Linked DNA regions of Mus musculus: region 2 is linked to region 1. The links are chromatin contacts, called in public Hi-C maps. All regions are on one chromosome and are shown on one strand. The core of a region is the stretch at or near the end of the contact, and the rest is flanking DNA. Distances in the headings are between cores, read along the strand shown. Region 1 overlaps Sh3rf1 (SH3 domain containing ring finger 1). Region 2 holds the start of Cbr4 (carbonyl reductase 4).

Region 1 (5,781 bases), core at 705-3,204:
TGCTGGACACACTGCAGGAGTTCAGTAATTTTTGTTGAATGAATACATAGCTTTTTGTGACTGACATGTTGGAGGATGTGAAATATGGAAAATGAAGGAAAATCCAAACATGTATTTCCCAAATGTATCCTAGCTCTCCTGTATTCAGGGCCACCAACTTAATAGTTTTGAAGCTATCTGTACCTTATCCTGTGACTGAAAAACATGGTAAATTATCTCAGGTGCTTTGTCAAAAATAACTTGACTTTTCCACTCAAAGCAGGTAAAACACAATCACAAAAGACAACAAAAATATATGAAGTAACTGCTGTTATATGAGAAAACAATGTTTCTACACAATGTATAATTAGCTATGAATGCCAAAATCGTCTTTTTCCAATTTGTTCGTTTTTGTTTTTGTTTTTGTTTTTGTTTTGTTTTGTTTTTGTTTTTCAAGACAGGGTTTCTCTGTATAGCCCTGGCTGTCCTGGAACTCATGCTGCAGACCAGGCTGGCCTCAAACTCAGATAAATCCACCTGCCTCTGCCTCCCAAGTGCTGAGATTAAAGGCATGTTCCACCACTGCCCAGCCAATTTGTTCTTAATTTCTTAGTATCACCAAGGAAACTTGAAACTGTATACAATATTATGATAGACAATTGGAAGATACAAGACCAGATTAGCAAAAGAGTTAACCTCTAAGTTGAAGGGATTTTACTGGTCTCCATCCGAGTGATTTGGCAACTTTTGACCTGTCTTACAGGAAATGTTTTCCATAGACACAAATGGCTGGTTTCACTGTTAATCATTCGCTTCCCTCTCCTCTGTGTCTCTTTAGCCCAGGCTAGCCTGCAGACGGATGTACAAAGGAGAAGGTACTCAGATGCAGAGAATATCAACATATTTAACCACCCAGATAGAAGGACAACTTTATATGTCCTTAAAGAAATTATACTAGATAGTAGATATGTTAGACAAAGAACCCCTAACACTCAAAAAAGCAAGATACCTTTAGTAATGTTTAAAGAAAAATAATTCTAAAAACAAATTATCAACAAGAAACAACAGAAGGTACCACTGTGGCTGGGAATCTTCCTTGGGTTATAGAAATATAGAAAGAACCCTTTTCTCCACTTCTATAAAATCAGGACATTTATGGGGCTGCAAAGATAAAGCTGCCAGACTGTCTCCGTAGTGTGGTTCCCAAGGAGCTCTGTCTGCTTTTAAAGCGGTAAGAGGTGATGTCATTCCTTTTACTTAAATGTGTTACCTGGGCTATAGCAGTGTAAGAGGCACGAGTTGTTAGCAAACAGTCCTTGGTGGCTAATGAAAATCCACCCACAGGAGTGCTGCAGTACACAGGATGTGCTGGACCTTGGGGGGCATTACCCATCAGCTGGCTGACTTGGAGCACTGGCCGCCCCTACCTCTGAAATCCATTTAGTACAGCCTGTCTGTGCACACCATCTGTGTTACCAGGGCAAAGTCTCTGCCAACTGCTTTCCACCTACAATCTTTGCTTAATTCTTCTCAAAATTTAAGTTGCTGCTAGTTCCATGGGCAGAACCAGAGGAGCAGGCACCATGCACCCAGGCATATACTGACACAGGCCTGATGTTCCTCACTGGGGGACTCTAGAAAAGACACAGGACCTGGGCCAGAATCAGGGTCGCTCCAATTTGTCCCAAGTTACTTCACTTCCCCGGGTCTCTCATGAAGACAGCTATTCAGATTTAACTGATCCAAAGAGAACATCATGATCTTAATCTCGAGTCCATGGCAACCACTAATAAACTATGGGGAAAGGATCTTGATTGGAAGACAAGGAAGGCCAATGGCACAGATTTCTAACGTCCTACACTTAGGCACGGTAGGAAGAGTTGTGTTGGGTTTTGCACACTGGCTAAGTGTAGGGGATGCCAAGATCAAGCCTGTGTTAGCAGATGTAAACTAAATTATCCCTTGAATAACGTCATCCAGGGCTAAAGGAGGCTGAGAGCTCTGGGCCCAGCAATAGGCAAGACTACACTCATGGGTGATTATCAGTTATAAAGGGTTTTACTTCCTGACTCAAACTCTTGGTGTCTCTTTCAAGCAGCGGTACTACAGGGGGCAGGAGGATAAAAGTTTCCTTATTCTTGACATCTTGCAAGTGAGACCAGGAGTTTATCTGCTTCTCTGTATGACACTTCCTTCAAAAGGACAAACTATTAACAAGAGTTTGCAGCCCTCCTCCCTTCCGGGTTATGAAGATCACTATCTAAAAGGGTGATTCTTTCATTTTCCTCACTCGAGCCACGGATATTTTTCAGGGCCCCACCACAGACCAAACACCAGGCTAAAGCACAAATGTGAAGTGATGAATAAGGCAGATATGGAGCCATAGAGCAATAGGGCAGAAGGAACGATAACCCTCCAAACCAAGTGCGTATAGTGTTTAATCTCGCTGACATCTTTAGCTGAAACAAGAAATGGTACTTAATGGTGGTTTGATAAGAATGGCCCCCACAGACTCCCTCATAGGGAGGGGCACTATTAGGAGGTGTGGCCTTGTTAGAGGGAGTATGTCACTGTGGGGCCAGTCTCTGAAGTCCTCTATACTCAAGGTATGCTCAATATGGCCCTCACTCTTTCTCTGCTATGAGTGGATCAAGATGTAGAACTCTTAGCTCCTTCTCCAACACCATTTTGGCCTGCATGCTGCCATGTTTCCTGACATGAGGAAAATGGACTAAATCTCTAAGCTGTAAGCCAGCCCTTAATTAAATGTTTCCTTTTATAAGCATTGCCTTGGTCACATTGTCTCTGCACAACAATAAAACCCAAACTAAGACAGAACTCCTGGTGAGCATTCTTTTTTTTTTTTCTAATAGGAGAATACTTTAATTGTCCCAAGGTGATTGACAACTTCTTGTCCCTACCTTCAAAGTTCCTACAGAGGAAAAGGAACAGAGGAGAGGAAATGGGGCCAGGCCAGAGGCAGAAGACCACACCCCAGCCATAGCCCAATCCAAGGTCTCAACAGCCATAAGAGCTTGAGGACATGAAAGAGCCCATTTAAAACTTTGACTCTAGTCCAGCCTCCTTTGTCCCTTGAGTCCTCAGTGGCGACTGATAATAACACTTCTGAATAGATGCTGCTTTGAAGAGTGAAAGGCTGGGACATTTCCCTGCTCCTGGCGATGTGGCTAAAGCTATAAAGGTAAAGCTGTAGAGACACACACAGGGTCAGGCAAGAGTTAGAGACCCAAAAACTGAATTGCTGAGCTCCCTCACACAGGCCTTTATCCCCTATTGCCTACGGTCCATTGTGCCCCAGGAGTCCTCAGAAACACACAAGAGGACACTGGACCCTCCACACTGTGAGATGGGCATCAGCTCATGCTTATCAGTAAAGAAAGAGATGTTGGTCTGGAGAGGTGGGTCAGCCATTACGGGCACTAGCTGCTCTTCCAGAGGATCCAGGTTCAAATCCCAGTACCCACATGGTGGCATAATTGTCAAAAATTCCAGTCCTATGAGGTCTAGTGTTCTGGCCTCTATGGGCACCTGGCACATACGTGGTGAGAGACATACATGCAGGCACAACATCCATACGCTTAAAATAATAATAAAGTTTAAGAAAAGGAAGCAAAGTCATGAAACTATATGAGTTCGGAACTGGCAACTTCCAGGGATAGTTTAGTATAAGAAATGGGAACGCCTCCTGCACAAGGATAATCGGCCACTTTCCAACAAGAAACTAACAAAGCTTTAAGTAAAGTGGAGTTTCAGAGTGCCTGCACTCACAGCTAAGAATTTATGTGACTCATTTTTATTAAAATGATAGTATTTCTCAGAGACTGAATATAAAATAATTGCTATATCCAATCTTATTTTCTTTCTGATTCCACTATAAAACTTCTTGTGCCTGAAGCCACACAAAAACAGTTAAAAAATTAAATTATTACAAAAGGAATTATGGAGGTAGAGGTGGCTCTGTGGGTAATGAATGGTACTTGCTGCCAAGTCTGAAGACCTGATTTCCATCCCTGAGACCCAGATACAGGGGGAAAGAGAGAACTGCATTCTGCAGTATGTTCTCTTACCTCCACATCTGCACTGTGGCATGCCTACACACACACACACACACACACACACACACAGAGAGAGAGAGAGAGAGAGAGAGAGAGAGAGAGAGAGAGAGAGAGAGATTCCTTGTGATATTTCAAACTATTAGGGTTGCTAGAGCTATATTCCCTAAGTAGTATTTTAATGACAAATATTTTTGTATTTCCTCTGTGTGTTTGTGTGTGTGTGTGTGTGTGTGTGTTTGTGTATAGGTGTGTGAGTGTGTGTGGTATCACTGTCTGTCCATCTGACTGTCTTAATCCCTTTCTCTCTCTCCTCCTCCCCACATTGATATATAACTTTTTAAAAAGATTTATTTATTATTATACATAAGTTCACTGTAGCTGACGCACCAGAAGAGGGTGTCAGATCTCATTATGGGTGGTTGTGAGCCACCATGTGGTTGCTGGGATTTGAACTCAGGACCTTCAGAGGAGCAATCGGTGCCCTTACCCGCTGAGCCTTCTCACCAGCCCGATATATCAACTTTTAAATTTCTTTTATTTCTGTTGTTGCTTTACGAGTTTGTTTGTTTCTTTATTCTTTTTCCTTCTGTAGACTGGGTTTCACATGGCACAGGCTAGCCCCAAACTTGCTATGTAGCAGAGAGCCAAGGATAGCGAACTCCTAAGCCTCCTGGCTGAACCTCCACGATGCTGGGATTCCAGGTGTGCAGCCCGGAGCCCAGCCGATGTGCAGCCTTCAAGGCTTATTTGCTTTTCATTAGCTAAGTCTCCATCAATAGCAAAGCAATGAAGTCTTTTTACAACTTTATTATCTAAGCAAGCACCTGAATCTATAAATAACAATGTTATCCCGAGTTCAGATCAGCTGTAATAGTTACCATTGAAAAGAAAGAAATGTAAAGAGATGGCTCAATGGATAACAGAGCTGGCATCTAGAGTGTGGGAACCCAGTGTTCATGAAAAACAAAACAAGTCAACTACAGCTCCTCAGATTAGAGCATTTGTTGCTCTTGTAGGGGATCAGGGTTTGATTCTTAGCACACACATGAAAGCTCACAACGTCTGTAACCTCAGGGGATCCAATGCTGCCTTTTGGCTTCTGCTAGCACCTAGTGTACATATAGAGCAGATACATATACATATATACAGACATAAATACATGCATACATACATACATACATTCATATAAGCAAGCAAAGCAGTCATACAAATAAATTGAAGTGAATAGATCTTCAAAAATTAAAGGAAAAAAAGTGTCCCTTTGTATGTGACAATAACCTCTGCACTGTAGTAGAGACAGAAGACTCACAGGGACTTGCTGACTGTCAGACCTGCTCAGATTCAAGAAATCTGAGCAGATTCCCTATCTCAAGGGAATAAGATCAAAAGATGTGCATACAGCATACAGAGACACACCACATACACTAGAGTACACACACGCACACGCACACGCACGAAATAGACATGCTTTCAAGCAAACAGGGAAGGTTGGTTAGTGTCAGCCTTTCTTCCAAAATTCATTTTAACTTGGAACCTCAGCATCGAATATTATTTGGGTATATGGTCTTTGAGTTGAGCCACAGTGATTCAAATAGGCTATATAGCTAGTATCTAGAATCTGTACAAGAAAGCCACGAGAAGGCACAGCTAATCAGAGCAAAGAGAGATGGGTAACAAAGGCAGACATCATGATGACACAAGTAAAAAGCCAAAGGATGTTAAACAT
Region 2 (5,805 bases), core at 1,047-3,546, 180 kb before region 1:
TTACTGGACCTAAATGTTTCTCCATCTCTTGAAATGTACTCTGAACATCTTGTTCTTTGGCAACATCACACCTAAATGCCAAGTGGTTTCCTACAAAACAAAGTTAAATCAGAATTACCTCTAAATCTTAACTTGAATTTCGAATTTATTTGCTTTATGATTAGACTCTTCAGCAAGCCTGTGCTGGGCCGAGCAATGACAGCCAGTCATGGGTTCCTGCCCTCAGAGCACACGATGAAAGGACAGGGTGGATGGAAGTGAAGGAGAAATAATGAGGTTTGTTTTTTCCGTCTTGTGTATGAGTGTTTTGTTTTTGTTTTGCTTTGAGATAAGGTTTTACTGTGTTGCCTAGACTGACTTCAAAACTCAGGCTCATCTTGCCTCTGCCTGCCAAATTCTAGGATACAGCAAGTACATAAAATAAAACATTATCGAAATCTAACTTTAACTTTGGAGTTTTCTTGAATGGGAGATTTAGACACAAGAACTATGGGTACCTGGCTACCCATAATGTTGGCACTTGCTGGACTCACAAGTTCATGGCTATTCTGAGTGACACCTCAAACCCTTAAGAAGAAATAAGCTTGGAAAGTCTAGAAACAAAAGTGGTCAGGGCCAGCAAGATGGCTCACTTGATAAGGGCACTTTCCACCACGCCTAACAATCTGGGTTGAACCTTTGGGTCCCATACAATGAAAGGAAAGAACAGACTGTCCTCTGAGTTCCTCAGGTGCACAATGACATAGATGTACTCATCCAACCAAATGAATAAATGTGATTTTTAAAACTGCAATTAAATCTGGGCATGGTAGTGTATACCTTCCGTCTCAGCTTTGGGATAGGAGATTACTACTGTAAGGTTGTGGCCAGCATGGACAAGAGAGGTGGCTCCATAGAACTCCCTGATCCCTATCACCAAACTCACGAAGTCACTGATGGGCTTGGGGAAGCAACCCTGACTTCAAAGTAAACATATTCCCTATCTGATAAGCTACCATATTAATATATATGCTCCTCAATTTATGATAGGGATACATCAAGATGAACCAACTATATGATGGAGAGCCGAAGAACAGGTAACTAGTACCACAGGGCAAGGTGGAGTATCTAGCAAACTGGAAGCAATGCTGACTGGCTAGGTGTTGAGGCTCGTGTTCACACCCAAGGTGAACAGATGTGTTCCCCTGTGTTCCCAGCACGGAGGAGGCAGAGACCAGCTCCTGATCCAAGGGAAACCTAGGCTGCGTAGTGAGACCCTATGTCCGAGAAAGCTGGATACCACACCGCAGGTTCAGAGTGTACTCTGTACTAAAGACATCACCGTCCCATCACAGTAAGGAGATCTCAGCAACTGGGAAGCTGAGACACGAGATCCACAAGTTCAAAGCCAGTGTGAGTTACATATCAAGGCTATTTCCACATAAGTAAAGAAATATAGTCGGCACCAGACACTCTTAGACCTACAAGATACCCAATGCTTTCCTGATAGTGACATGTATTTTTCTCCATTCTTCAAGTTGTCTTCTCCAAACGAGACTTAAACTTGCAATGCAATGACTAATCCGTTAATAACCTGGGGTTGGGGGGGGGGGGGCTGGAATAGGAATACAATCAAAGGGCCTGGGAAAACAAATTAGTAACTTACTAAAGTCATTGATGGGCTTGGAGAAGCAACCCTGACTTATCAAGAGTTTCTCTTTGAAATACTGTCGGGTGCCTTCGCAAAGGGCAAGAGCTCTCAGCAAAATGCAATCTAGCCATTTGTATCTGACTTCTCTACTTTCAGTATAATCGCGTCCATTCTCTCCTCCCAGAGGCCAGAGCAAGGCAGCTCTCAATATCAGCACTGGCCGCGGGGAAGGCAACTACTTGTCAGGGGTCCTTAGAATCTGCCTGGAGTAGGCGAGAGCCCCTGTGAGTGTTTGGTCATGGGGCACGAGCGATCTGGGGCGCAAACCCGGGTACATGGGCAGGGCCCGTGGACTGGAACTCAAGGACTTGCACCTTGGTCGCACGGCGAGGACACTTCCGGTACATACCGCCGAGCTCGCCGGCGGTGACTTTGGCCACTTCCAGGTTTCTGGAGACGATCGCCAGACGGTAACCCTTCTGGGCCATTAGCTGGGCTACCGCCCTGCCGATCCCCCGGGAGCCTCCAAAAACCGCACAGACTTTGTCCATCTTGGACCGCGGACCAGCAAGATGGATCCCTGAGACTCAGAACTTGTAATAAAAGACACAGCTACTGACAAAACCAGTATGCTCTCCTTTCAACAGACAACCCAGGCCACAAAACAAGGCGCGAGGATTAGACGTCAGTGCACACGGACTCTTCGAGGGTTGCATTGCATTCTGGGACTTGTAGTCCTTACTCTCTTGCACTTGTGAGCATTTTAGTAACTGCTGCTGGATGCCTATTCCCAAGCCTGGTTAGTTCTATGAGGGTAAATGTCCTGTCAAAGAGCACAAGCCGTGTGTGGTGGCTCAGGCCTGTTCACTCATCACTGTTCAAGGCCAGCCTGGTCTAGAGAGTGAGATCTTGTCTCAAAGACAGCAACAAAGAAAGAACACTGTGTAGAGGGATTCAATAAATGCTTGTACTCCTCTTTTTGAGGAAAAGACCTGCTATGTTACCCAGGCTGGCCTCAGATTCTCTATGATTCTCCTCCCTCAGCCTCCACAGAGCTGCTGGCATCTACAGGTATGGGCCTCCACGCTCTTCGACTGATCAGAATAGAGTAAAGATTAAAGAGCAAGCTTAGGTCATTATTGGCAATATTGGGTTCCTATACTCCTAAATAAGATATCCTGAGTGCTTTTTTTTTTTTTTTTAAGAAAAAGTTAGCTGGGCATGGTGGTGCATGCTTTTAATCCCACACTAAGGAGGCAGAGGCAGGTAAATCTCTTGAGTTGAAGACCAGATTGGTCTAGAGTTCCAGGACAGCCAGGGCTGCACAGAGAACTCTGTCTCAACCATGCCTCCCAAATAAACAGATAATAAATAAATAAATAAATAAATAAATAAATAAATAAATAAATGGCATGATTTGTTAGCATTCTAGTGTAAAGAGAACATTTCTTGACAGAATATTAGTGTACTAAATAAAAAAGTAGACCATAGTCCCTATTGGAGGTAGGGAGAATTCTGGAGCAACAGGACTAACTCACATAAAACTCTAATGGGCTAAATTGTTTATTAAAGTACAAAGTTGTATTAACACCAGAAATCAAAAGGCCAGTGAGGACTGAAGGCACAGCAAGCTGGCAAAGCCGGGTCTGAGTATTGATTTCTAAATTGGGGAGGGGTGGGGACCTACCAGAAAAGTTGCACATTAATTTTAAAGTTTTTCTTTTTCTTTTTTTTTTACCTTAAAGAGAATACTATATAGTTTATTAAGCAAAACATGAATGACCAGATTTATGTTGCTACAAATCCCATGTTCCAATGTTTTATGAAGTTTTTCATTGTAATAAAACAAAGCCATACATATTTTTAACCCATCAAGTCTAGCTAGTGGTGTGAGTGTGTGTGTGTGTGTGTGTGTGTGTGTGTTCCACTGGGTATTGGAGACAATCTTCAAATATGTTGGTTGTCAGAGAAGAAAGGTAAATACCAACTCAACTAAACACCCCTAGATCTACAATGACAATCTGCCCTGAATGTGACATGCCCATGCAATAGTTGTTGGTTACATAAACAATGTTTATGCAAAAACCATGACTGGATTTAAGGCCCACCCCATGAAGCTAAGCCTGTCAATACTTGGTGACCAAAAACCTGAGACTAAATAGGCCTAGGGGAAGTACCTACGACAAATATCACTGTCCTGATGAAGTAATGTAGCAATAAAAAAGACTCCAAATGACATTCTGCTATTTCCCTTGGTCAATGTCATACTCAGCCCTCACCGGAGAAGCTTCCTCTTCCAGTATACGGGAACTAACAGAGAGCCACACCTGGACAGTGTGCAGAGAGTTAGAGGTTGGGATACTCACTATATGTTCTAAATGGGATATCTTCATTAAACCCGTCTGCTCAGGGTTCAGGGATCTATAACAAAGATGTGGAAATAGTGTAAGAGCCAGAGGGGAAGAAAGACACTAAGGAGAAAGTGTCTTCTAGACGCCAGGATTGATGTAGATATCAACTCAGAAACTGTAGTAGCATGCACAGAGCCTACACAGGTCCAAGCCAAATGGGTCCAAGCAAGAGGGAGAAGTGGACATGGATTTCCAGCCTTAACCCAGAAGCTGCCTCCTATTAATAACTGCTTGCAAAGGAAAATTAGTTTGCTCCAGCAGACTTTCATTGAATATACAAACTACACTAAAGGGTAAGGCCAAGGCCAGCAGTAAACTGCTGACACCAAAGAAACTCACTGGTATGTTTGGAATTTTTTTTTGTCTCATCTTGCCCCATTTGAACAATTTTTTTAAACCTTACTACTCTTTTGCTTGTATATTGCGGTTTCTAATTTGGGGTTTCTAAATTTCCTTGTATGTTTCTCTATGTTTCTTGTGGGGTTTTTTTGTTTGTTTGTTTTTTGTCTGTTTGTTTTTCTTTTTTTTATAGAACATGATTTTAATATTTTCAACTCTTAATATTCAACAAACAGAATAATTATTTTAAGATATATTTCATTGTTATGTCTCCATTTTATGATTTTATTAATTTGGATATTGTCTCCCTGCCCTCTGGTTAGTCTGGCTAAGGCTTTATCTTGTTGATTTTCTCATAAAGAGCCAGTTCCTGGTTTTGTTGATTCTTTGGATAGTTTTTTTTTGTTTGTTTGTTTGTTTCTATTTGGTTGATTTCAGCCCTGAGTTTGATTGTTTCCTGTCATCTACTCCTCTTGAGTATATTTGCTTCTCTTTGTTCTAGAACTTTCAGGTATGCTGTCAAGCTGCTAGTGTATGCTCTCTCCAGTTTCTTTTTGGAGGTACGTAGAGCTATGAGTTTTCCCTTTAGTATGGCTTCCACTGTGTCCCATAAGTTTTGGTATAATGTGTCTTCATTTTCATTAAATTCTGAAAAACCTTTAATTTTTTCTTTATTTCTTCCTTAACCAAGTTATCATTGAGTAGAGTGTTGTTCAGCTTCCATGTGTATGTGTGCTTTTAGTTGTTTTTCTTGGTATTTAAAATGAGCCTTAGCCCTTAGTGATCAGATAGAGTGCATGGGATGATTTCAATCTTCTTGTATCTGTTGGGGACTGTTTTGTGACCAATTATATGGTCAATTTTGGAGAAGCTACCATGAGGTGCTGAGAAGAAGGTATATTCTTTGGCTTTAAGATGAAATGTTCTATAAATATCTGTTAAATCTATTTGGTTCATAACTTCTGTTAGTTTCACTGTGTCTCTGTTTACTTTCTGTTTCCATGTCCATTGCTGAGAGTGGGGTGTTGAAGTCTCCCACTATTATTGTATGGGATGTGCTATTTTGAGCTTTAGTAAAATTTCTTTTATGAATGTGGGTACCCTTGCAATTGGAGCATACATGTTCAGAATTGATAGTGGAGCATACATGTTCAGAATTGATAGTTCATCTTGGTGGAATTTTCCCTTGACCAGTATCAAGTGTCCTTCCTTGTCTTTTTTTGGTAACTTTTGGTTGAAACTTGATTTCATTGTATATTACAATGGCTACTCCAGCTTGTTTCTTGGGACCATTTGCTTGGAAAATTGTTTTCCAACCTTTTACTCTGAGGTAGTGTCTGTCTTTGTTGATGAGGTCTGTTTCCTGTATGAAGCAAAAATTCTAGGTCCTGTTTATATATCCAGTCAGTTAGTCTTTGTCTTTTT

Evidence for each region. A called contact is a pair of places that touch in the nucleus more often than the background predicts.
Region 2: a Hi-C map of cerebral cortex shows a contact between it and region 1, with 2.2 times the contacts expected there. The contact joins the promoter of Cbr4 here to the enhancer-like site in region 1. A contact is called at or near these places in 4 of 39 promoter capture datasets (HPC-7-derived erythroid cells, frontonasal cranial neural crest, neural stem cells and 1 more), 1 of 484 Hi-C or Micro-C datasets (cerebral cortex) and 4 of 115 datasets of contacts at active chromatin or transcription factors (embryonic hindbrain, embryonic stem cells, pancreatic cancer cells and 1 more).

What each region holds. Positions count from the first base shown.
Region 1 is chr8:61,302,319-61,308,099 of GRCm38.p6, reverse strand. All of the region lies in intron 2 of Sh3rf1 (SH3 domain containing ring finger 1), which reads right to left. Gm40499 (a long non-coding RNA gene) reads right to left here. Exons shown (of 2, transcript XR_870456.2): 1 at 1-5,781. Among named protein-coding and RNA genes, the nearest start is that of Gm40499, 4.4 kb to the right of the region's middle. Within about 2 kb of position 1,954, at least 15 of the 459 cell types and tissues checked have an H3K27ac peak or open chromatin away from gene starts, as enhancers often do. A contact at or near this core is called in cerebral cortex, where this site is marked.
Region 2 is chr8:61,484,225-61,490,029 of GRCm38.p6, reverse strand. It overlaps Cbr4 (carbonyl reductase 4), which reads right to left and starts at 2,296. Exons shown (of 5, transcript NM_145595.2): 1 at 2,040-2,296; 2 at 1-90. The coding sequence starts at 2,181.